2 separate regions of the Mus musculus genome follow, and region 1 is linked to region 2. The links are chromatin contacts, called in public HiChIP or PLAC-seq maps. All regions are on one chromosome and are shown on one strand. The core of a region is the stretch at or near the end of the contact, and the rest is flanking DNA. Distances in the headings are between cores, read along the strand shown. Region 1 overlaps Gm34483 (a long non-coding RNA gene). Region 2 overlaps Slc1a2 (solute carrier family 1 (glial high affinity glutamate transporter), member 2).

Region 1 (4,158 bases), core at 632-3,131, 260 kb before region 2:
ATATGTGTGGAAGGGGGCGTGCTAATGGAAAGAACAGTATGCTATGACTTCAGTTTAATTCATATAGACTGCATGGAAAGAATTCACAGGAGGTAGGTGAAAGTGCGACAGAGCCAGTTAGGAAGTCAAAAAGATGAGCGAATCCAATGTCCTGACAGCTGCAGTGGAGATGGTGAGAACCGGATGTATCTTATGTCACTGATGAAATCAGATTTACTGTTTGGAAGCGGGCCGTGAATCAAAGTGAGGTGGCAAGGTTTGGCCTGAGCAGCTGAAAGAATGGAGTCCTTGTCAACTGAGACGTGGGAGAGCAGGTGTCGTGGGAGCTTCTGAAATTCTGTTAGCATGCGTTAGGATGGACGGCTGTTAGGTATCCAAAACAGGAGTGATAAGGAGGCTGGTGAAGGTAATGAAGCTGGAGTTTGAAAGTCAGGCTGAAGACATGCATTTGGGAGTTGGTGTTGACTGTCTTCAGACTGGATGAGGTCACTTTGGGAGGAGACAAATGGAGATAAGAGAAGCCCTCTAATGAAGGGTCCTCAGCGATCAGCCCTGCCCTCGGGCCTGCTTCCATAGCAGGAAGCAGATATACTGCTGGTAGAAGAGTTAGCTCCAAGGCTGGCTTTACTCCAGATGGCTGGGTTGTTCCAGGTGTAAAGATGACTGAGGTAATATTCTGTCTCCAAAGTTGGACGTCAGTGGAAACCAAACCTTCTGTGAGGAGTGCCACAAGCAAAACTCTTAGCTCTGTCCCAAGCTCAGCTGGGATTTGACTTGCAAGGGGCCACCCTAGGACGAGCCAGTGCCATAGTTTCCTCCCATGGTCTTTGGTTAAGCGCAGGGCATTCCGTTCTTGTGGTAGAGCATCCAGTCTTTGGACAAGCAGGGCATCCTTCCCACAGTGAGCTGTGACTGAGAGCCGGGACCTGGAGAGGTACTACCCCACACATTTTATTCATTAGCTGAAAATCTCTCAATGTTTTCCATTCTCCTTCCAATGAGTCACCAAATGAATAGAGCCCCTGCTCAAAACTTAATCCGAACCACACAGGATTTTATGGTTTGAACAAAAAGAAGAAATGTAAGGACAGGCTCCAAGGCTGATCTTAATGTTCACAGCTAGATGGCAAGGGGGAATGACAACCTTGAAAGGCTTGCCACCACCTCTGCTCTTCCCATGATGATGTCAAGGAACTTCGATAAGATTCTTCACAGGCGATTATTAAAAGCAGCCTTTTCAAAACAACAACAACAAGAAGAAATCTAATGGAAATTCTAATATAGATGTCTATAATAAATATCCATAAATATAAAAAAGCAGCTTTTTCTCTTGACAGACATTTAGTGGTGACATTGCCAGTTCTGAGTGTCTGTTCTATGCTAGATATTTTGCTTTGTCTATTTAAGATAGGAAGCTTATTTATCTAAGATTTTAATTAATTGATTGGTTTATTAAATACCGACATTAGCAAATCTTTTCTTATTGCTGAGACAAAATACCCTAGGGAAACAACGTAGGCTTCTAGTGTAAGGTTCCAGTCCACCATGGAAGGGAAGGCATGGTGACAGCAGCTCAGGTGACCACATTGTAGCTGCAGTCAGAATGGAGAGAGAGAGAGAGAGAGAGAGAGAGAGAGAGAGAGAGAGAGAGAGAGAGAGAGAGAGATGCTGGTGCCCAGCTTGCTTTCTCTGTTTCATCCAGTCTAGGACCTCTCTGCCCACTGGCACAGGCCACAGTTAGGTGAGCCTTCTCTATTCAACTAATCTTGAAACTACCTCACAAATATGCCTCGAAGCTTGTTGCCATGGTGACTCTATATCCTGTCACATATACAGTCATTATTAATCACCACAATACCTACTCATCAAATGACTCTCAGATCTCAGGTCTGGTGCTTTGTGTTTCACATGAGACGATGAACGAGGCACATGAGTCTTCTACAGTAGCTGCAGCAGGAAGGGTAAAAAAGGCAGCAGATCCATCAGCTCATGGGAAACTTACTAAGTGCTATGAGGTACTGTCGGGCTGCCAGCCCAGAGGGCGCGTCTTCATGAACTGCAGGCTAAACATAGAAATAAAAGCAAGTTACATTTTTTACAGCTTATTGTTATTTCTGACTTAGGAAATGGTTTTTGGAGAGTCACAGCAGGATTTTTAGAAATGAGATTGCTTGTCCCTGAGTTAGGATATTAGCAACATCCATGACCTCATGAAGGCAGCTTACATCTCCTAACATGCTTTTCAAATGACGTAGCTTTGCCTCGCTGAAGAAATAAATCAAAGGAACGGCCCAATCACCCCAGAACTATGATCTACATCTACCCAACAGCTGTTTTCACTTGTGCCGGCCCACTTTTCAGGGGCTTGTAATGTCTAGGAAAGTCTTTGTGACATAGTTGAGAAAATAGTTTAAAACTCACTATGGGGCCCTTGATTGTGGGAAAAGTAGATCACACCTTCTCCTCAAGAGGAATGATGTATTGAGGTCCACAGACAACATGGGCTGAGCCTTGTCCTTCTTAAACTGCTTCCACGGGCTGACCGAGGCCAGCCCACACCAGAATCCTATGATTTGACAGCTTGTCTAATTGGATCACAAGCCACAAATCTTACATAGCAGCTCAGACATGTGGTCATTTTCCTGGCTTTTGGATATTTCTGACTGATACTTCTACAGCAGAAACTCATGTGTTTACCCAGCTTCCCAATCTGACCTCACGTGGTCAGTCAGAGTCATAAGTGTGACAAAACCCCTCTTCACTGTAGCTGCACCAGTTGGACCTGGACATCCCATGGTCATTTAGTCTGTGCATTTTGAATGGTTGTTGATCTTTGTAGTAGCCTCCATATGCTTCAAGAAGAACCAAAATGTTTTCTGGATGAGGATTGAGAGCTACACTTATCAGTGTGTACTTAAAAGTCATGCTAAATGGACTCAGTAGGTTGTGATTATATATGTACATATACATGTACATGTACAAGTAAAAATACAAATACAAATACATATATACACATACATATACATATTATAGTAATTATAGAAGATGTCCCAAACTTAATAGGGAGTAGGGGAACACAGAAAGAGTTGTGGGGAGAGGGAGGAATAGATATGAAGTAAATACAACACCCAGGTATAAAATTCTCAAAATAAAAAAGACAATTTAAATTGAAAAATCTCTTCTAAGATGTCATCTGAACTTATCCTCACTTAGATAGACAGTAAGTCTATACATTGCCTCTGTGGAATCTTTCAGCTGATTTTTATGAACAGGAGTAAGAAAGCCAAGAGACCCAACTGAAGCTTTCTTTACTTGAGGAAGAGGCTGGTCTCTAAGCATCACCCCCTGACACACAGACACACAGACACGCAGATACACAGACACACACACACACATACACACACACACACACACACACACACACACACACACACACACACACACACACTCCTTGCTGTTCCTGGTCCTTAAAACTGACCACATCTCTTCCTCCTTCACTACCGATCAACACCAGCACCTCCCAGTGTTTGAATGGTCTGATGCTGAATTTCATGTTTTCAGTTGGCTTCTATCTGAATTGCACACCCACCTGGTTCTGCAGCCACAGGTTGCAGATGTCTTTGGTTCTTCGAGGCTTGCAGTTCTGCTGTGACTCATGGTCCCTCGCTTTGGATCCTCACTTTCTCTCTCAGTGAAACTCTGAACCCCCCCCACCCCCCCACATCTTGACCCTGCCTGACTCAGATCCTGTCAACCTGGGACGTGCTGCCCTGCTGTAACTTTCCCCTTCCTCTAAGTAACCTCTGGCAATCATGGATACATGGATATGTGGATACATGGATATGTGGTGCTTTCTCATACAAACTCATCATAGAAAGTATGGCGGGGTACCACAGCGGCATTGTGATGTTTGAAATCCAGGCCCTGCCTTTATGTTTTATGTTGCTATCTTAGTGTGTTTTCTGTGAACGCCTGACAAGAGGAATATCCAAAGAGAAGTTGTTTGCTTATGAAATTTCCAGATATTGAAAATCTAATGCTGAGGACTCATTTCTGTTGAGAGTCTTCTTACTAGTGGGGCATATCTACTGAATTCCAGAAGGTACAGGGTGTTGCATAGCAAGACAGAGCCATCAATCAGATATATATATATATAGA
Region 2 (4,083 bases), core at 670-3,169:
TGTTCTCGCTAAGTAGGGTTCATTATATTGTTAAATAGGCACAAGATGATTCCAAACAGTGTATGAAAGGTCAGATCTGCTATGAGTCACATATTTCCATAACCTGTCTAAGCATATCATGTAATCCCTTGGCTAGCTTTTGAAAACCCCAAGAGCTCACTGGCATGATAAGACAACCCAGTTAGCAAGCAAGCAGGCTCTCTACTATAGCTGTTCAACATAAGATGCCAATACTCTTGACCTCTTCAGACACAGAAGAGAGGCGCACACTTGAATTAAGATGACCCTGGCTCTCTGTATGGTTCAACTCCACCTAAAGGTTCCACAGAAAGGCTCTGGAATTTTCCTTGGTTCTTGAGGCATAGCTTTGGCCCTGATCAGCATGCACACTAACCTTCTCTGAATGCTGTGCTCCTTGGGCCTCTTCATGGACACATTCGGGAGGCTTAAGTCTAGGTGACCTCTTGGTTAAGGAGTTTTAGTTTAAATCCCAGCTAATCTGCGCTGCTGCGGGGACTGCTCTGATCTCTTGACACATCTTAGTTCAAGTCTACAGAGAACAGCAAAGTCAGTGCAAACAAAAAAGTGTTATCAGGTTCCCCCATTTCCTCTCCTCCACACAGTTCTCCTCCACCAGCAGCCCCCTCGTCTCCTCTATCAACAGAGTCCTAGCAGAGCCAGTGCCTCTCCCTGCAGAGCCAGGGCTAAGGCGGCTTAGTGGCTGAGAGTCCATCCCAGGTGGGCACGCCCTGCTTGTTTGCAGTGCTCTGGGTATTTTTAGCATCTGTCTATAGGGAAAAGGCTAAGCCACACCGCGTGGCTGTTATGCTACTAATGACACCCTGAGCTCCAAGAAGCAGCAGTCACGGCAAATACTGACGCTTCAGGTGCAAGAAAACAACACTTCACTGAAAAATCACACCCTTGTGGGGGTGGGGGAAAGAAAAGTTCATGAATTAAGCTTCCACGAGGTATTACATAGCTCTGGTATAAGTTACCTAACTGTGGGAATTTCTGAGTAGTAGTTACATGTATTCCTCCTCTTTCTCTCTTTTGTTTTCTTTCCATTCCTTTCCTTCTGCTTCCCTTCCCTATTGTCTTCTCAGCATCTCTTTGGAGAACCACCCATCTCTACACGCTCCATGAAAGTACAAACAATAATCCATATTTAGCCAATCGGAGTGAACGTTTCCTCACTGGTTACACCAGGAATGAATGGAACTGGAGTTCACCCAACTAGAATCTTCCCTGGGGGCCTTTCTGGATCGTCAGAAAAAAAAAAGAGGCAGTTTTCATTGCTGTAATTATTAACTATGAAGGCACCGTATGCCTTGAGCTTGACCCATCATTGCCTGGAACAAAGATAACTCAGAACCAAGCTCAGCTAAGAGACTGAGTAACAGATTGGCCCCCCAGTCCTGCTGCATCTAAATCCCTGGAATTCCTGAACACCTCAGTGAGACTCAGTTACATCAGCCAGTAAGACTCCTTCCTCTTTCCCTTTGGCGTGGCACCAAGAATACTTGAAGAAATCTGGATATAGGGCTGTCGTTAAATGTTTTAATTTTTAAAAACTTTAAAGCAGAGAGACAATAAGTAACCCACAAATCTGTCCACTGATTTCCACTGTGCTGGTTCAGAGGCACCCAGATTGCCTTTCTCTCCTACAGAAAGTGGGAGACCATAAGCTCCCTTTGGCACTTCCAGAAAATAACAGGCTCCACGGCACCATTTCATTGGCTGCCTTTCCAAGAAAAGCTATGTATCCCTGGTGGCCTTCAGGAGCTGCACACAGAGGGTGAGAATGGGATTTTGCACACAGACCCTTCAGGGAGGGGAGATGGCTATGATGATGAGCAGAACAATATGACAGATGACAGTGGCCTGCACGCATCCTCCAACCGACTCACATTCTCTTAAGGTTAAATGCTCACCACAATGGGCCCATTTGATGGGTGGAGACAGTGCATTAGCCAACATGCCCAAGACTGCACAGCAAGTGGGATGTGAACCAGACTTAAAAGGAAAACATTTGTGCCACAGAGGATGTGTTCAGCCACCGGGTTGACCTTTCTATGGATTCACCTGCTCGTTGTGGCCCTGAGCAACCTTGAAAGTTTTCACCACAACAGAGAGTCAACTTCTCATGAAAAATGTACCTACTATTTGTGAAAGTACAAATCATGCCTTCACATTTATCCTAAAACATAGACACCTACGATTCTGTTTCAAACATTTGAGATATCTATTTCCTGTGATACAGTACTGAGAGGAACTTAACAGGTTTGGTACAGGGGATTGAATTCAAGCACTCTTCCACCCAGCTATATCCCCAGTCCTTAAATATTCCCTCTGAACCTTAGCCTTCCATCTAACTCAGCTTTGACTGCCAGGACACTACAAAAGCTAAAAATCTACAACCAGCTGAGTTAAACACACAGAGGAGAGTGCACATACAGAAGAGATTCATCCGTGTGTCGAGCAGATAATGAGGTCTTAGAAATTACAGAATTGTGCAACAGTAGAGTACTTACTGAGTCAGTTACTTGAGCTATCTGTGACTTAAAATACATGTACACTGCCTGGATCGTTGACGATACATTAAGAAAGAATATAGGAGGAATGTATCTGATAGATTCCTAAATAAAATAGCACACTTCAAACAGCATGCATTCGTTTTTGTTGTTTTATTTTTATTTGATTTGGTTTGCTTTCATTAGGTTTGGTTTGGTTTCGTTTGGTTAAGCTTGGTTTGGTTTTGCAAGGTTTAGTTTGGTTTGGTTTGGTTTGGTTTGGTTTGGTTTGGTTTGGGGTGAGGTTTTATATATATACTTGACACAGGGTTTTACTGTGAGGCTCGGGTTTGCTTGGAACTTGCTATTATAGTACTGATGGTTAGTTTTTTTCATCAACATAACATAAGCCAGAGTCATCTAAAAAAAATAGGAAAGTGCAATTGAACAAATGTCTCCATCAGATTGGCCTATAGGCAAGTCTATGGAGCATTCTCTTGATTGATGATCAATGTAGGAGGGCCTAGCCCAGTATGGAGAGAGACATGTCTGAGCAGGTGGTCCTGAGTGAGCAAGCCAGTGAACAGCACTCCTCCATGGCTCTCCTCCAGTTCCTGCTTCCAGGTTCCTGCTCTGAGATACTGTCTTGACTTCCCACGGTGATAGACCGTGGCCCAGATGTTTAAGTCAAATAAACTCTTTCCTCCCTATATTGCTTTTTGTCAGTGTTTTATCACAGCCAGAGGAAAGCAAGATGGGACAACACCCAGGCCAGCCTCCAACTCCCAGCCATCCTCCAAAGTACTGAAGTGACAACGAGGGTGAGTCCCCATGCCCTGTTACACGGCTTTATTCAAATAACAACCACACAGACTTAAAGACCATAAACTGAGAGCAGAAGGATTAGGGTTGATATTGTTTGGGTTTGTTACTTTGTATGGTTGTTTGGTTAAAATTTATTTTTGTTTTACTCTAGGAAGATTATTTTCACAGTGGCATTGCAAAAGGAAAAAGCCTCAAGGTGTTGTAAGGCTTGAATAGATGAAACTGATGCTAGGACTTGGAAGAGAAGGGATGGCCACGCTGAAGATGGAGGGCACACATAGCTGGTGAAGGTGGATGCTGGGTGTGGCTTGGTTCTCTGCTCACCAGCTATGGAGTGTGAGCATGGTGTCTCTGAGTTCGTCTTCCCCTGTCCACGAAACTAGGATGTCAGTGTGGTGTCTCTGCTTACTGTGGTTGGGCTTCCCATAATTCACTGCCCATAACCACCAAGGCGTGAAAACAGGGAGCTAGCTGTTCATTCCAGAAATAAGCAGCTCATACATTTTAAGCTGCCATTCTGAGTATAATGACTGCATCTTGTGGCTGCCAGCCCCAGCCCACCAGGACAAAGTCATCCTTCATCCTGTGAGGGTATGTTGTGGGTGCTACCCACTTTTGGTCACACAGTAGCAATTCAGACAACAGCAGAGTATAGTCATGTAACCCCATACACGTTGTTCAAATAATGCTTAGTCTACTTAATAATGGACCCAAGGTCAGGGTACTGATGTTGGATGCTGTATTG

The links. HiChIP or PLAC-seq counts read pairs in DNA pulled down with a chosen protein or histone mark.
Region 1: a BATF HiChIP or PLAC-seq map of CD8 T cells shows a contact between it and region 2, with 20 read pairs. The contact joins two enhancer-like sites. A contact is called at or near these places in 2 of 484 Hi-C or Micro-C datasets (embryonic stem cells and nephron progenitors), 2 of 115 datasets of contacts at active chromatin or transcription factors (CD8 T cells and Th17 cells) and 2 of 9 other capture datasets (adipose tissue and pancreatic islet).

What each region holds. Positions count from the first base shown.
Region 1 is chr2:102,954,819-102,958,976 of GRCm38.p6, reverse strand. Gm34483 (a long non-coding RNA gene) reads right to left here. Exons shown (of 6, transcript XR_866583.2): 5 at 1,863-2,063. Among named protein-coding and RNA genes, the nearest start is that of Gm34483, 16 kb to the right of the region's middle. Within about 2 kb of position 1,881, at least 60 of the 459 cell types and tissues checked have an H3K27ac peak or open chromatin away from gene starts, as enhancers often do. A contact at or near this core is called in CD8 T cells and Th17 cells, where this site is marked.
Region 2 is chr2:102,690,432-102,694,514 of GRCm38.p6, reverse strand. All of the region lies in intron 1 of Slc1a2 (solute carrier family 1 (glial high affinity glutamate transporter), member 2), which reads right to left. Among named protein-coding and RNA genes, the nearest start is that of Slc1a2, 34 kb to the right of the region's middle. Within about 2 kb of position 1,919, at least 20 of the 459 cell types and tissues checked have an H3K27ac peak or open chromatin away from gene starts, as enhancers often do. A contact at or near this core is called in CD8 T cells and Th17 cells, where this site is marked.